Linked DNA regions of Zea mays: region 1 is linked to region 2. A link is a contact called in public Hi-C data. All regions are on one chromosome and are shown on one strand. Each heading gives the region's core, a stretch centred on a gene start, on an enhancer-like site or on the middle of the called end of the contact. The rest is flanking DNA. Distances are from core to core; before and after follow the strand shown. Region 1 holds the start of LOC100192856 (SAM domain protein). Region 2 holds the start of LOC100192930.

Evidence for each region. A called contact is a pair of places that touch in the nucleus more often than the background predicts.
Region 1: a Hi-C map of tassel shows a contact between it and region 2, with 1.9 times the contacts expected there. The contact joins the promoter of LOC100192856 here to the promoter of LOC100192930 in region 2. A contact is called at or near these places in 3 of 25 Hi-C or Micro-C datasets (ear, leaf and tassel).

What each region holds. Positions count from the first base shown.
Region 1 is chr10:109,398,992-109,401,909 of Zm-B73-REFERENCE-NAM-5.0, forward strand. LOC100192856 (SAM domain protein) reads right to left here and starts at 1,474. Exons shown (of 6, transcript NM_001138045.1): 1 at 1,195-1,474. The coding sequence starts at 1,310.
Region 2 is chr10:109,222,461-109,225,160 of Zm-B73-REFERENCE-NAM-5.0, forward strand. LOC100192930 reads right to left here and starts at 1,313. Exons shown (of 16, transcript XM_008664907.2): 1 at 842-1,313. The coding sequence starts at 1,210.

The DNA.
Region 1 (2,918 bases), core at 224-2,723, 180 kb after region 2:
GCCTCGGGAGAAGGTCTCCGCCTCGCCCGACCCCAGGCCTCGGCCGGGGCCCCGGCCTCGGGAGAAGGTCTCTGCCTCGCCCGACCTCAGGCCTCGGCCTTAGCCTCGGCCTCGGGAGGAGTCACATCCTCGCCCGACCTCAGCCTCGGCCTCAGGAGAAGTTTCCGCCTCGCCCGACCTCGGCCTCGGACCGACTACGCCACTGGGGATACATCATTACCCTACCCCTAGCTAGTTGCCTCAGGCTACGAAGGAACAAGACCGGTGTCCCATCTAGATTACTCCGGTAACAGGTAATGATGGTTCCCTGCGTGCGTCCATGACGTCGGTTGTTCTCAACTCTCTACGAAAGCAAAGAAACGTCAGCAGGACCCCGGGCCGCAACGCCAGCTGCGCTTCTACAGGGCTCAAGTACTTCTCCGCCGGCCACGTTAGCACATAGCTACACACCCATTGTACAACTGGATCATCTCCTTGTATCTATAAAAGGGGATGTCCAGGGCCTTCTTAAAAAAAGGCGGGAGAGGAAGAGTGGGAGAGACGCGGAGGAGGCTAACTCAGACACCTCACCTTAAGGCCGAACCCTCTCCCTCTCTCTCTCGCGACGCTTGTAATCCCTACTACGAGCACCCCGGTGCAAGATAAAATAAGCCTCATCCTCCCTCTTGTGTTCCATCTTGCATCAACCCATCTGGGCAGGGACACGCAGCGACAAATTCACTAGTTGGTTGAGGGTCCTCGCAGGTCCGAAACGCCAACACTATGTGATATAGAAACAGTGGTGATACTAGTACAAGTAATGCACCACACAAATCTACTCCACCACCTTAATCAGAACATAAAACCTATAGAGACAGCACGTACACACGTTGAAGTTAGAACTGAGGAACCAAGCTTAAGGCACTGCCTTCTTCCGATAAACCAAAACCCGAGCCCTAACCTAATTTGTCTGCACCAGCAATTCTTAAGCACGGCAAGCGCACGAAAACGGATCCTTCACTCGATTACGGATGGACATGGCTATTCTGATGATTAAAGAATACAGGAAAAGCGCGCACAGCTGATCCAGGGCAGGACAAATTTTCCAATCTGTAGACAACTAGACATCCGCTGCCAAGCGATCAAGAAGGTGGAGCCGTAAAAGCGACGGTAGCGGAGAAATCAATAGCAGCGGCGGCGGCAGCGTGCACTTACCTCTTGGACACCGTGTGACGAACACGGCCGCCGGCGCCCGTGCCGGCGGGGAGGTCGCCGTCAAGGCGGTCGTGGATGGAGCGCTTGCGCCCGGTGGAGATCTGGTCCGAGTACATCTTTCCGTTGGAGAGAATAGGGACAGCCGCACAGGTCTAGGGTTTCGAGCTGGAGCGGGGACGCGGGACGGCGGGGTACAGGCGTCGAGCGGAGGAGATCGCGGGAGGGAGAAAAGGGATAGGAGATATTTGCGAAAATACACGAGCCAACCCCTCGCTTCACCGAAATATCCACGGAGCATATCTCTACTCTCTATTGTACTTAAAGCACTAGTTTCAACGTTCGTCGTGCGTCATTTTTTTATAAAAAGACCCCTCGGTTTTACATGAATCAACCCGCAGTCCCTCCCTTCCCATTCGTCCCATCCGGTGATCAGTTTACAAATTGGGATCCCTTTATCCTGTCACCTTCGCCAACCCTAACCTAGCCTCCTTCCGCGGATCCAACCTTTGCACACCCGCCGCCACTAGAGAGCCATATCTCCCCAACGTTGCGGTCGCCGGCTCGCCGCGCAGGCGGGGGCAAGGGACGAGGATCCCGCGGCTCCCTGCTATATCCGGAACGGCCATGGATGTGGCGGCGGCTGTCGCAGGGAAGCCATTGACGTCAAACTCCGCTCGCCCACCGCGAGCCCGACTCCAAATGTGGCGAGCGGGTCCACTTCTGGGCCGCTACTGTCATCCTCCTTGTCGATGGCACACTCATCTTCAGTCGCAGCCACCTACGTCCTCCTTCCATCATCGAGCGACACCTCAAGTATCTCTCTCTTCGTCATCCCTTCTCCCTTTTATTCGAGAGGGGACGATCCCGACGACGAGGATGAGCTTATGCGTGATGAGGCAGAAGAGCACTCTAGGATGACGCCGACCGTCAGCTCCGGCGCTGTCACCTGCTCCTGTCACGGGGGCACTGCCTTATGTGCGGGCCAACAACAACCTCCCGTGTCGAATCATCAAGGTCTGCCTCGCGATCTGGTTGCCCTTCCTCACTCTCCCAAAATCTATCACATTCCCATTCTGCTCCGTGGAATCGGATATTGTGTCTGTTGGCCTATGCTGATGAGTAATCTATTTCAGTTTTGGATATGTGCAAGACACACTGGTTGCTCAGCGAACCAGGTGCCTAGCTCTCTTGGAATTTTGGTGTAATTCGAAGTTTGCTGCTACTGTATTAGTCTCAGTTCTCTATTGTTTGATTCCGCTTTTCTTCTCACATGTGCAACACCAGGGATAAGTGTGTCTCCGTCGGAGGAGAACAGGCGGTACTTCAATGTCATAATCCTTGTCCATGCGCATTCACTTTGCAGTCAATTCTCTACTATAATTAAAGCACCAGTTTCAACGGTCGTCGTGCGTCATTTTTTTATAAAAAGACCCCTCGGTTTTACATGAATCAACCCGCAGTCCCTCCCTTCCCATTCGTCCCATCCGGTGATCAGTTTACAAATTGGGATCCCTTTATCCTATCACCTTCGCCAACCCTAACCTAGCCTCCTTCCGCGGATCCAACCTTTGCACACCCGCCGCCACTAGAGAGCCATATCTCCCCAACGTTGCGGTCGCCGGCTCGCCGCGCAGGCGGGGGCAAGGGACGAGGATCCCGCGGCTCCCTGCTATATCCGGAACGGCCATGGATGTGGCGGCGGCTGTCGCAGGGAAGCCATTGAC
Region 2 (2,700 bases), core at 63-2,562:
AAATGAAAATTTAGAACCCAATCAAAAGAAAAGTTTTCCCTTGGTTTGGATTCATCTACCATGCCACAGAAGCTGAATCAACACTATAGTACCTTGTCAAAGCTACCTTAGGGCTACAACCTTGTACAGGCTGGAATTCATGCACACAAAAGCTGGAATCAACCAAATGTAGCTGAACCATGTGTTGCCTACTCAAATCGCCCAGAAACATTGAGCTCATGGATCAACTGTTGACATGCTAGGTGATAGACAATAAACTCAGACACTACATTGACACTATATCCAGTAATCAACATCATCTCCATAACACCACATGCCTGATAGAGCATCGCAGTTTGCAAAGCAGAAACTACTAATAGCTCCAACATTATCATTATGCTCAAAGATCAGAATCCTAATTAACTAGTACTGCATCGGTTTCCAAATTATAGACCATTTTGGTTTTGCCCTAAGTCAAACTTCTCCAACTTTGGCCAAGTTTATAGAAATATACATTGGCATCTATACTGTAATACCAAATAAGTTTACTCTCAACACATTGCATGGTGAATTCAATAAAACTAATTTGTTGTAGATATTAGTACATTTTTCTATAGACTTGGTCAAAATTTAGAGAAGTTTGATTTTGGCTGCGCAAGTGACTTATAATTTGGAACATAGCATATACAAGCATTTCAAATTTTCAACAAACAAACTTCACCACTACAACTACCAAACCACCAATGTCCCAAATTAAAATTATTCCAGTGACAAGCAACTGCATTGCCGGTAAACCCAGAATGCAAGGTCGACATAAACTAACCCAGCCCATACACCGTAGTCTACAGAACATGGATAATACCTGCATGTCGGTCATGTCCATGACACGCCAGCGCATCTCTGGCCTCGCGCGTGCGTGACGGCGGAGCATGTCGGCGACGACGACGCGGGAGAAATCAACATTGGTGACGCGGCAGAACCCCGCGTCGTAGAGCTTCTCCGACAGCACCGAACTCCCGCACGCTGGCACCAGGATCTCCTGGGCCGCCCCCGCTGCGGCGCCGCGGTCCCCGAGGAGGTCGAGGAGCGGGGCCCGGAGGTTAGGCCACTCCGCATACCACTCGAAACTGTCCCCCGTGCCGCGGAGCGCGAAGAACTTGTCCCAGTTCTCCCGCGATGTGAAGTCGACGAGGGTGCCTAGGATCGCCGTAGGCGGCGTCGTGGTCGCCATGCGTGGAAACCCTAGCTATGCAGCTTAGGTAGGGGTTTAAGAATGCGCCGGAGGTAAACTATGATTAACCCATTGGGTGTCAGTCACGAGGGTAACTGAAGCGAGGACAAACCGACACGACAAGGGTTAGGGTCCTTTACTTCAGTCATAAGATTAAGGGCTCGTTTGGCAAAGCTCCAGCTCCTGCTTCTTTAGTTCCGGATCCTGATCCTCGTGAGGAGCTGATCCTCCTGATTCTCCTAGAAAATCAGAATTATTTTTAAACCGTTTGGCAAGTAAACTGATTCTTGTCTTCTGAGAGTTGGTGGTCTGTGGCGATTGTCTGTTTTACCCTTTGCAGTTCAACTCTGTTACAAACCAATAAGTAGGATGCATATACGGAAAAATATGAAACAATAACATATAAAATATTCCCATCATAGTAGTGCATAAAATGGTCTCAAATGTTTAATCCATAAATTGGCTCGTTATGTTTTTGTCCAATGGCAATTGCGGGTAATTTCGATCAAACTTTAAGGGGAGGTCTATATTTGGTTGGTTGAGGAGCTGTTTTAAGGGAGGGTGGAGCAGGTTTTTTTAGATCCCACCTTTTTTCACAAAAACGACTCTTGATCTTTCGGCTCCACACGAGAATCAGTTTTTAAAAATACTCGTTTGGCACGGCTCCTCTAGATCCTCGCTTAGAATCAGGAGCTGGAGCTGTGCCAAACGGGCCCTAACTAGATATGTGCTCGTGCGTTGCCACAAGAGTTAAAATTTCTAAGACATTAATGACCGCACGCAGATAGTTAAATTTCTAACTTGTCTTATGTTGCACAAGCTGAAGCACATATTCATGCACAAATCATATATTGTTTTATCACCAGTTGTACCTTCAGCCTTCGGCTCCATCTAGTTGAATAAATTTGGTCGTGGTTGTGGTCGTGTTCTACGACCGCGCCGGGGTGGGGAACGCGCACAGGGGCGGACCTACGTTGATGCGAGTGGGGGCACAGGCCCCCGCTCATTTCTCTGTTGTAAGTAGTAGTGTCTAGATTTTTACTATGAGGTCCCCTGGTCAGACTAACTTAGAGGCTCTTTTAGTATTTTAGCGCTCATCTTTGCAAGTATACCCTCAGTCCCATTATTTCCTGGGTCCGCCCCTGAACGCGCAGAGGAGCAGCAGCAGCGCGCTCATCCTCAGTGCATGCACAGGTGGCCGCCACATCGTGTCTTTCACTGTGGATAGGCAACGGAGAAGGCGGCGGCAACGGACACGTACGTGTCCACGGGCTGCATGACATAGGTGACGAGCGTCGTGGCGTTGTCGGCGGTGGCCGGGCACTGGCAGAAGACGGGGAACGTGACCATGGTGCCAACGTCGAGGTCGGTGGGCACCAGCGTGGGGTTCACGCGCTCCATGGCCTGGTAGTGCGTGAGGTTCTGCAGCTTGGTGGTGGAGACGATCCAATAGGTGTCCCCTAGGCCGATCTGGTACCGCATCGGTGCAT